Linked DNA regions of Hordeum vulgare: region 1 is linked to region 2. Evidence: chromatin contacts called from public Hi-C data. All regions are on one chromosome and are shown on one strand. The core of a region is the stretch at or near the end of the contact, and the rest is flanking DNA. Distances in the headings are between cores, read along the strand shown.

Evidence for each region. Hi-C and Micro-C count contacts between places; a contact is called where the count stands out from the background.
Region 1: a contact with region 2 is called in a Hi-C map of seedling, with 5 times the contacts expected there. The contact joins the promoter of LOC123426411 here to the promoter of LOC123407758 in region 2. A contact is called at or near these places in 3 of 6 Hi-C or Micro-C datasets (leaf and seedling) and 1 of 1 datasets of contacts at active chromatin or transcription factors (embryo).

Annotation. Positions count from the first base shown.
Region 1 is chr1H:103,821,194-103,826,712 of MorexV3_pseudomolecules_assembly, reverse strand. LOC123426411 (PHD finger protein ALFIN-LIKE 1) reads right to left here and starts at 1,842. Exons shown (of 5, transcript XM_045110250.1): 1 at 1,477-1,842; 2 at 1,367-1,399; 3 at 1,043-1,265. The coding sequence starts at 1,600.
Region 2 is chr1H:103,564,077-103,569,669 of MorexV3_pseudomolecules_assembly, reverse strand. LOC123407758 (fasciclin-like arabinogalactan protein 11) reads right to left here and starts at 2,060. Exons shown (of 1, transcript XM_045100962.1): 1 at 1,060-2,060. The coding sequence starts at 2,031. The coding sequence ends at 1,246. LOC123426405 (probable E3 ubiquitin-protein ligase RHG1A) reads right to left here. Exons shown (of 7, transcript XM_045110240.1): 3 at 5,151-5,593; 4 at 4,234-4,688; 5 at 4,058-4,156; 6 at 3,818-3,964; 7 at 3,382-3,709. The coding sequence ends at 3,572.

The DNA.
Region 1 (5,519 bases), core at 593-3,092, 260 kb before region 2:
AAGAAAAACGCTAAATGGGGTTATAGCCTCTAATAGCTGCTGGATGGGCTGCCGCTAAATGGCATAGCCCGCTATTTAAAACATTGACTTTTATAGAGCCATGCCAACCACAGAGGAACAGAAAAAAACATGGATGTGATTTTCTTTCCACGCAAAAAAGACTAACATTGCATAAACCACACAATCCTCCATGTGGCTTAAGAAGAGAGTTTTTTGTTATTTACATGAATCTTCAAAACTTAATACCATACTAACCATCAAGGTTCAAAAAAGCGCTAGACGCGAATTCCTAGTTCTGCCTCTGAAAAGTGCTTGTCACACCTAAGCGTATGCATAGCACTAGCACGGTCAAGCGCTAGGCATTCTGCTTTCAAGCGTATGCCTAGGTGCAAACCATAGAGGGAAAGACAAAACACTTGGATGCGAATTCCTTTCCACACAAAATTAACTTTCTATACACCACATCATCCTCTGTTGACATTAGGCATGCTTGGAATTTTATATCACAATTACTATATAGGAAAAAAAAGGTGCCTCATTTCAGTGAGGTTACTACTCATCATGAGTTCATATAATCTTTCTCCACTTGACTACTTTCATTACTAAGATGGAGCATGCAGAGTTGCAGATAACATGATAGATTGGGCTATATCTCTTTCTCCATCAGATCACAGGATAACCACTACAGAAGACCCAAAAATTCCCCATGAAAATTCATAAGAAATCGTATCTAAACCAGACACCAGATTACTATTCACACCCACGTACATAACATGTTCGCAGGCACCTACATGCATAACATGCAAATTCCGGCTTTAACCTCAAATCCCAACAAGTTCCCCATAAGTCCCTTGATGCCCTGTTAATATATCCCCTTGTCTATACAGGACACCAACAAGTAATAACTTGCCTCTATGAGCTAATAATACTTTCGTAGACTGTCCGGATTTAGAATCTTAACATGAGTGCGTGACACTGGCACTGCAGCACAAAAGCATCACTCATCAAACCCAAAGGAACAGAGGGGGCATCATAATCATACCGGTCGTTGCGAGTGAGCCGCGCGGCATAGTAGAAGGCTACGGAGACAAGCCACGAATCGGAGTGGACGGCGACGAGCGCGAGCCAGTCGCTGCGCTTCATGCCGTCGCGCGCAAAGTTGATCCCGAGCGCCGGCTCCGGCAGCTCGGTGGGCACCTCCTCCGCGGGCAGCGCCACCTCCCACGCCTCGTTGGCGTACCCGTACAGGCACAAGTTCTCCTTCTCTGTCGAGACACGAAAGCACATCGCGATCTGAGGAGGGCAGCTCGTAGCCAATCGAATCGAAACTGTAGCAGAGAGGGGAGAGATCGCGTCGGGGCCTCACCTGGATCGCACTGCGCGTAGAACTCCTCGACGTCTGCGAAGGAAGGGGGGAAGGTTAGGACTAGGTTTGGGGTTTAGGCGGCGGGGAGGGAGTGGGTGGGGGGCGCGTACCGTGGGTGAGAGCGCGGTGGATGGCGTTGCGGCGGGCGCGGTAGTCCTTGAAGATGTCCTCGACAGTGCGGGGGGCTGAGCCGCCGCCGCCGCCCGCACCTGAACGGCGGTAGGAGGCGTCCATCGCGGGGACGGGGGCCGGCGCCTCTCGTGATCTCCGGCGAGGCGGGGGAGGCTGAGAGGAGATGACTGATCGCGATGCGGGAGACAGAGGCAGGCAAGTGAAGGGGAGTATACAGGGGTGGGGGTGATGACGCGAACGAAGGGGAGATGTGCAAGAATTTGCTCTTTTGCGTCTAGCTCCCTGCAGATATCCGAATCTCCGTATCAGGGGACCAAGGGCTCCGCTCCCGTGAAGGAAACGAAAAGGTCAACTTTGCAAACCATGAACCCTCGTCAAATTTCAATTTTTTTCTTCCCGAATACGCACAAGATAGAAGAAAGAGTGAAAAAAGTCATCCATGGTTTGAATACTATGCTAAATATGGCACACCACACCACTCTAATCCCTGGGATTAGAACCACACCTACTACACACGAGAATGGAATCGACATCCCCCGATACCTCCCGCGTCGCCTCGCCGAGCGAGGCGACCGGGACGGCCCCTTCCTCCCCCCGCCGCCAAACCTCCCCTCCCTACCTTTCTCTCGCCGCTACCGTCGACAGGCGTGGCCGGGCACTTGCCCGGACGGCGCCGTGAGGCCGGTGGTGGCGGTCCCTACCTTTTTCCCGCCGTGGTTCCCCACTCGGGGCGGCGTGCTCCGATGGCGGTGGTCCTCGGCGGGCGGTGCCCCGAGGAAGTTCGGGCGGCGGCACGGCCCTTTGGCGATGGGGCTTGGCTATCTGGGTCGGGGTGGGCCGGTTCGGTCTCCGGCGGGTCGTCTCCGGCTGGTGTGGCGCGATACGGACCATGGTGCGGTGGCTCCTGTGTTGCGTCTGCTGCAGCACGGCGGCGGGGGCTTAACGGGTCCGATCTGGGCCCGGCTGGGCAGGGGGGTCCGGCATGCCCCTGCTACTATGTCTGGTCTGCTACCGCTTGGGTCGGTGGAGGTGGTCCCCTCCCACGCGGTTGTGATACTGTCGGTCCTCATCTACGGTGGTTATGTCTTAGTCCAGCCAGCCTCGCTGCGTTTATTGTGGTGAGACGACAGTGGTGTCCTCGTGACTGCGGTGGCGCATGTTGGTGGGTGGTTGGCATGGTGGAGCTAAGGATTGGTTTCGGGCGGTGGGTGCTAGGGGTTGGAAGAAATCACTGTCAGATATGGTCGACACCGGTGCGATGACACCTATGGGCTCCCCTCCTTTCCTAAAGGGCGTTGGATGTACCTCTCCCTCACCCCCTCCGTGTGCCGGGAGAAATCATATGACTTGTCGAGGCAGTAGCGTCATAATCGACACAGTCCTTCTTGAAGGTGTTGCTTGGCACGTGGCAATCCGATGGCACCCAACTGTGATGGAATTGTTCGGTGGTCGCAAAAGTTGCGGGACACTACAACTTCCGTTGATCCGGTGTTGCTCGCATGTTTTCTCTTATTTTTCTTTTGTCTTTCTTTTGGGCATGATTGTGTTGTCTGCCCCAGCACCTATCGTTGATTGTATCGGTTGGTTGCTTTGTAATACAAAGCAGGGGAAACCCTTTTTCGTCAAACGAGAATGAGAGAACTCATCTCGCCCAATCTCCAGCCAAGAAGATGGCACAAAACCAATAGACCACGTCAATATCGTTGCATACAATATCCAAGCCACAACAACGACTACATAACTCACTATATGAAGGTATCTTCCATCACAGAGCATCTAGAGGAGTCACCATGTGGGTGGCATGACCTAGGCAGACTTGAAGAAGAAGATGTGTAGGATGCGCTAGCGATGGCATACATAGCGCTCTGAGGCCCCCATGTCCTGAGAGGAACTCACACTAAGAGTGAGTGATACGTCTCCAACGTATCTTTAATTTTTAATTGTTTCATGTTATTATATTATCATTCTAGGATACTTTTTAAGCATTTGTTTGTTGTTTTATATTATTTTTGAGCACTAACCTATTGACCCAGTGTCAAGTGTCAGCTGCTATTTTATGCATGTTTTTGACTTTTCGGGAATACTGTACCACACAAAGTCCAAATACCCCAAAACTTTTTGATATTTTTTGGACAAAAATAAGACCTGGAAGAGTGGAGGAGGATGGGAGGGCACTCGAGGTGCCCCAATCCAAGAAGGCGCGTTGGGGGGTGGTCGCGCCCTGATGGCTTGGGGCCACCCCAGCTCTCTTGGCCTTGATCTCTTTGCTGGATTATGATCCATATATGGCCCAGCCAATAACCAGTTTCAGAATTCTTGATAAATCCTAGAGGCCCACTATGCAAGGTTAGAGGTGGGACTAAAGTTTAGTCCCATGTTGCTAGTTTGGTAGGAGTTGGGTCTACTTATAAGGGAGGATGTTTCCCCACATGTATTAGCATGAGAACAAGAGAGACATGCATGCGCACTCCTCCTGTGCCGCCCGCCGCGCCATGCCGCGGGTTGTAGGAATGAGCCGAGCCAATGACTAAATTTTTGACATGCACGACTGGTATACGAAAGGTCGCTCGAGAGTTGAAAAGTTTTGTTGTAGTGGAGATTAAATACGAACATTGTACCCTTCGGTTGTTGCATGTTCGTTTCATCTTCCTCTTTTGCTTCGCCTCTCGTGTTGCATATTCCCTCCTTCTCTTGTGCCTATAAAAGGAAGGTTGATCCTTTCTAGAGAGACACATCAAAACATCATCTTCATCATGCCATTGAGTTCCAATCTCTGAGTTGCTGATAGGTTCTTCCTCATCCCAGCTTGTAGCGCGCACCACAGATCGGGACAGTAGGCCTCCAAAACCCTTCCACTTTGAGTATTGTGCGGGCTAAGGATGATAAGGTTTTTGGGGAGCGTTCTGCGCGACTACTGGCTTCTTCATCATGGACGCCACGGACGCCGGCGGTGACTTCTTTCCCAACATCGACAACATCTTCGACAACATGATCGGTGATGACGTCAACGCCAATCCCACTACTGCTGTTGTTGCAACTCGGTACGTGTGCGTGTTCCTTTTGTTTGAGTTCCTACCACAACTTCTTGTTCTAATTTCTGTTATAGATATTTTCGTTCATACTCACCACTTCAAATGATATTTGCATACTCTATGTACATTTGCATGACTTGTCTTATAACTGCTATAATATTCATGATTTATCTACTAGTTCTGTTAACAAAATCATATGGTAAATTGCTCATATATCCAACACTTTTCGCTATAAATTCACATATATCCACAAAACCCTCGAGAGCCTCTCAAAACAATTTTTCCGCCGTCGCAAACTTCTATTCCGCCGTGTGCCCATCTGGAGCCGTGTTCCGGTGCCCTGCTGGAGGGGGTTGAAAGAAAAATTGCTCCCTAAGGTGGTTTTGGTAATTAATAACAACATAGGTATCATTGAACTAATGATCTTATCCAAGTATATTTCAGAAAAGTTCAAAGATGCATTGGCTAAAGGATTGTGAGGAGAAATCCTTTGATGCAAGGAAAGGAATAGGATTGGCTTAAGCTTCAAGCAAGAGGAATCTACATTTTACATTTGTGAGAAATCACTTTTCAGTCCATAGGAAAGCCAATACTATTAAAACATGGTGAGGTATTATGATGAATTGGTTCCTCAAGTGCTTAGAGATAGCCACCAAAAATATTCAGTTGTTCTCCCACAAATATCTCTGTCCCAAGCCAAAATAGCAAAAACGGTGCCACCAAGTTTTCCCACTCGGCCCTACCGATTTTCCCAGTGAAAAATCCTTTGCCAAACCCTAATCTCTCGGTACCACCAACTTCCATATCGGTGCCACCGAAAGCATGTGACCAACTTTCTGTTGATTAGATTTCAAGAATCAGAATTTCTAAGTTTGAAATCGGTCTCGCCGAGATTTGGAAACTACCCTAGGTCATCGTATCAGTACCACCGAGATTCATATATCGGTCTCACTGAGAATTCAAAAGTTGCCACATTTAGTGCAACTCGG
Region 2 (5,593 bases), core at 811-3,310:
TTGTCGTTGCCACTCAGGGCGTGCAACACACGCCTCTGATTCCGACGTGTGTGTCCAGACCGGCGCGGCGGGCACAAGCACACACCACTGCCCACGTGGGGGATCAATAGCCGACGGGGCCACGGGACAGTGCAGGGGAGGCGCGGATTGCGCAGGCCGACTTCCGGAGCTACACATGGATCGGGTGGGGCCAGCGCCGACGTCCGAGCTGCGTCAGAGGGGAAGCGGCGAGGCTGCCGATCCGAAGCTGCCCCGGCCCGGTCTCCACCTTGGACCGCTCCAAGGCGATGCGAAGGTCAAGCTCATACTCCGGATCCAGGTTGTCGTCGGAGCGGCTGCCAGAGCTCGGCATTAGACAGATTTGATAGGATTCGATGCACGGAGAGGAGAGGACGGAGCGAGATAGGAGAGTGAGTGAGCTAGGGTTTCGAAGCGATGAGTCAGATGCATCTTTTGTGGGACAGCCGTGTGGTCGTGGGTGGGCCGAGCCTGTCAGGATGGTGTGCCCGGGCTCCCCATATCCTTCTCATATTTGTGCTGGATATGAGGGATGTCGGTCAGCCCGGTCATTTGAGGTCTGTTTAGGCGACCCTCTGGATCACTTTTTAATGATCGGGCACTAACCGGACGGGTTGCCCGGGCGTTTGAGACGGATATAATGGGTCCGGCTGTGGATGCTCTTACCACCTAAAAATTGCCATCAAAGACCGTTTGTTTGACATCCCTCTTTCAGCGAACGTTCGTCAATTAGTATATTTCCTAAAAGGAAAGCTTGGTTGCTATGCATGCACGGCGATGCACTCAATATTGCTACTTTGTCACATTGGTAAAATGCCGACTGAAACGTTATGAAGTGCACTAACCGGACAGGTTGCTCGAGCGTTTGAGACAGATATAAGGGGTCTGGCTGTGGATGCTCTTACCATCTAAAAAATGTCATCAAAAACCGTTTGTTTGACATCCCTTTTCCAACATTCGTCAATTAGTATATTTCCTAAAAGGAAAGCTCGGTTGCTATGCATGCACGGCGATGCACTCAATATTGCTACTTTGTCACAGTGGAAAAATACCGACCGAAACATTACGAAGCTTCAGAAAATACGACGATCATACAGAAAAACAACAACAAAGCGAAGAACAACACACCGAAACAAACCAAAGGATTCGAGCACCTCTCGTCTCTCGACGAAGAAAACGGAAAACATCCAATGCATGGCAACATCGTCCGCCATTCTTCCTCGATCGTCACATGCCACGCCACGCGGCCGCCACAGCGACGGCCAGCACGCAGAGACCGCCGCCAAGGCCCCGCATCTCCCGGGGCGCCGCCGCGGACGGGGTGGCCGTAACGGCCTCCGGCGAATCGGCCACCGCCACTGGCCCGGCCTTCTTCTTGTCCTTGTCCGACGCCGGTGACGGCGCGGGCGCAGGCACGGGCGGCCCGTAGAGCGCCCACGGAAGCAACACCTTGTCCACCTGGTACACCACCAGCCTGTCGCCGGTGTAGAGCGTGCCATCGACGGAGGCATTGACGACGCCGGTGGAGATGTTCACCCTCCCGCCGCCGTCGGACGTGACGTTGAGCGGGTACTTGCCCCTGCCGGTGTCGCCGGCCTGCGTCCGCAGCGGGTTGCTCACCGTGTCGAACTGCGCCATGGGGAGCAGCTGGGAGACCACGTGGAACTGCACCAGCGACGTCTTCTGTTGGTCGGAGAGGGAGTTGAGGGAGCCGGACTTGAGCGCGGTGAAGGCGTTGTCCGGCGGCGCGAAGACGGTGAGGCCGCCGCTGGACGAGGCCTTGCCCTTGAGCTGGGTGTCGATCTGCTCCTCCTCCTGTGTCGACTGCAGCAGCTGGAGGAACTTGGTGAACTGCCCGGCCTTGGTCAGCACCGCCTTGATCGTCTTCGGGGCAGCCGCCGCTGGAGCCGCCGCGGCCGCCACCGCCTGTCCACGAGCCGACGGAGCGGCTGCGGACAGAGAGAGGAGCACGAGGAGAAAGGTGGCCGTCATGGGTCGCATATGCGCCTCCATTGCTTTGTGCTGCTTGTTCTCTGTATGATGCTATACTTCGTGCTTGCTATGCTATATATATGTGTGCGGTGGTGCGATTGAGATGCAATTAATGGAAGTGGGATCCGCAGGTTAATCATGGAGACGCTGTACGTAAGGTGAGATGGAAGTAGATCGAGCCATCGAGGAATGGATGGAACATTAACAGGTGGATTGCCTAGGTTGCTTCATGGAGCAGCTAAGTGCTAATTAATTAATAGGGTTTTGATTAATCCGTCTGCTAATCTTCGTGTGGATGTAATATTCATAATTTGCACTCACTTAAAACTGCACATAGTAATACTGAAAGTGTGTAATTTCCAATTTCTATATCAATAGTATCATAAACAAGATAGGTTCGATCTGTTTCATCTCGCTCTCTATTGCTGCGTTTGGAAGTGCGGTGGATTCTCATAATCCCATTTGCTCCATCAGTCTTTTCGTATTTTAGTGTTTCTTTACCCATTTTTGCATACTTTTGTGTTGAATTTTTACTCTATTTCGATTATAAAGGCCAACGTTTGACGTGTTTTTTTAAGTGCTGGATGAGGTTCACAGAAAGTTGGATCAATTGGTCTAATGTAATTGTCAGCCATCCGGTCTAGTGTAATATGTCTATATACGTTAGTATATACTCCGTAATGAGATCTTTAAAAACTCTTATACTCGTTTTTTTTCAACTATAAGTATTTAGGTACAGAAAGAATACTTAGGAACGGAGGGAGTATAATGGTAATTAAGCATGGAAAATCATGCAAGATTCAACCCTGAAAAGATATATCAAGTGCGCACCATTCAGAATCAAGGGTTGGGATTTCATCTTCTCGTGGTTATAATTGAGGTGAATCCCTGAGGGGAAATAACGACTGCTTATCGCGGGACAGCGATCGATCCATCGTTGGCTGGAAGATCACACTCAGCCGTGCACCTCTAAGCTGTAAGGCGAGCAATTATCTCACGGCTCTCACGTGAGAGCATACATCCTTTGGGGCCGTCTGATCATACAGTATATGCTATGGCCATCACCACATGAGTTCACCACCTTGCAGATGATGCTAACACCGGACCCAACCATCCGGGTCAGGATGGTGGTGCATCCATCACCCATGCAAGGCATGAAGAAATTAGAAGCAAGCTACCCGATGAGCTCGGATGTAATATCACTGATTCCGAACACCCAACCGTCCCGTTTGCTAGCAGAGGCGAAGCTGGCAAGACAACAACCTCCTAATGGCCTGCTGCTCAATCATGAGAAGAAACTCTGAGATGTCAACAGCAAAAAAAAAAAAAGACATCTTGCGAGCAGGAAATTAATTACCGGGGATCGGAGGCTTTGGAAACTAATCGATAACTTGCTCAAAGATTCATACTTACATCGGGCACGATGTGTTTTGAGTTCACAAAACAATCCTAACTTTAGGACAAATTATTATTTACACAGCCAACTTGAGCAGCACAATGAGCAGATATAACTGAAATTCCTGAACTAGGATAAATATTGAGGGGCTCGCTATTTGGTCCCTCAGGTGGTTTCATTTGCGGCGTCGGCTTTACAAACCGGGCAGGCGTTCTTCACCTCCAGCCACTTCTTGATGCAGCCCGCGTGGAAGTCATGCCCACATTTCAGCTTCCCAAGGGAGTCCTTCTGCTTGTACTCCTCCTACAGCAAGCGTATGCAGATGAACAAACTTACCGAACCAGAAATACAGTGTATAAAAATTTGTTGCCAATTATGATACACATGAAACACATGCGAGTGTCGTCTTACCAGGCAAATTATGCATCTTTCATTGTTTTGATCATTCTGTGTACGGGCAGAACTATGACAGGCTAGCTCCATCACACATCCTGAGATTTTTTCATCAGCCAGGCCAGTGTTTACACTGCCTATTCGTTCTTCCAACGCCAGGAGCTCCTGTACGTGACAATATCAAAAATTTACATTTGTTCAAGATTATTTGATGCAGATCTAGGCGATAAGAAAAACCTAAATTAGTTTTCTCCCTACCTCATAGCTCATGTCATCAATGTCCAGTCTCATGTCCCAGTGAGGGTCTAATGCTTCTCTAGATTCGTGGATGACTAACTGGTCCAGCATCATAAAACGCTTCAAAGGGAGTGCAACTAAATTAGATACAAGTTCAAAATGTATAGGATGTTGGAAGAAAAAATAAACATGACTACCTCAGCTGCCGATCTTCCAAGGTTATTGTCCTCAATCATCAAAGGATGAAAACAATGATAGGAATCCCTCATCCTTCTACTCCTTGCACTACCACCATGCCCTACAGAGACGTGCCTTGGCTGTCTAAAAGATGCACCAGCTTCAGCATGTAATGGCTGGACACTTGATGATGCTGCAGAGGTAGCAGGAGGATAGCTGGGGATGGCAGGTTGATAGCGAGGGTTAGCAGGCTCACACCGAACTGCTCCAGAGATGGAAGAAGTTGTAAAAGCTGGCGGTGAGTAATTGTGGCCAGTGTTATGATGAACTGGTCTAGGAGTGTATCCAATGCGAGCAAATGGTGCACCGTCAGAAGAACCAGGAAGCGTTGGCACAGGGGCACTTATGTTGGTGCCCTGTGGAGCAGGATAGTATGGCCTCTCTCTGAATGCTATACCGGTGCTTCCATCTGTCCCTGGAGAATGATATAAAAAGTTCTTAGCTTCTTTGATGACAGTCTTTACTAGTGTCAAATTCGAAGAGAATGGGATATCACCAACCCATATTACAATTAAACTGGAATAGAGTAGATATTGAGTGGTGAAAGTCCTATGCTTGAAACTACTGGTATGACATAATAGTCATTAAGTAAAGACCCAAATATAATATCTTGAGAACTTAGCAATAAGCTCAGTGCTGTAGGGCCGCTGTGTACGCTCTAAGCTTCCCTGGGTTTGATCCCTGGGGATGAATAAATCAGTATTTCTCACCTCGAACTTAAGAATACATCGAACTATGACGTACCAAGAACTATGCTGTCCAAACATGTAAGATATGGTCATTTCTAGTGACTACTCAAAGTCTGTAGTAGAACATTATGGAAACAAATCAGATTAGAAGAACGGCTAGGGTTTGAACAGCAGAAATTGGAACTAACCTGGGGGGACAATTCTGGGAGGTAGAGATAAAGGAGCTCTTTCCCGTTGTACTGGTGCACTTCCAAAAGGAGCATTTGCATTTGGATGGTATGGTGGCACATGAATACTGCTTGATGGGCAAGTTGTAGATGAATTATATTCCGAATGGATAGAACTATGGTCGTGGCGCCCCCTCACGTTCCTCTGAGATCCTTCAGGATTAACAAACTGATGATCGTTCCAGTGGCTCGAACCCATGTTTGAACTTATTTGTGGAGGGCAGGTTTCACGAGTAGGAACAGGATTCAGGGGTATATAACCAGAGAACTGATTATTGGAAGAACTGCCAGGATAATAGCCTCCAGCACTGACACCATCCACAGGATGAGTGATGGGATTTCTGCGCTTCGGTGCAACCCTTCTGTCATCCACATGGACTCCAGGAATAAAACTATCCTCGGAT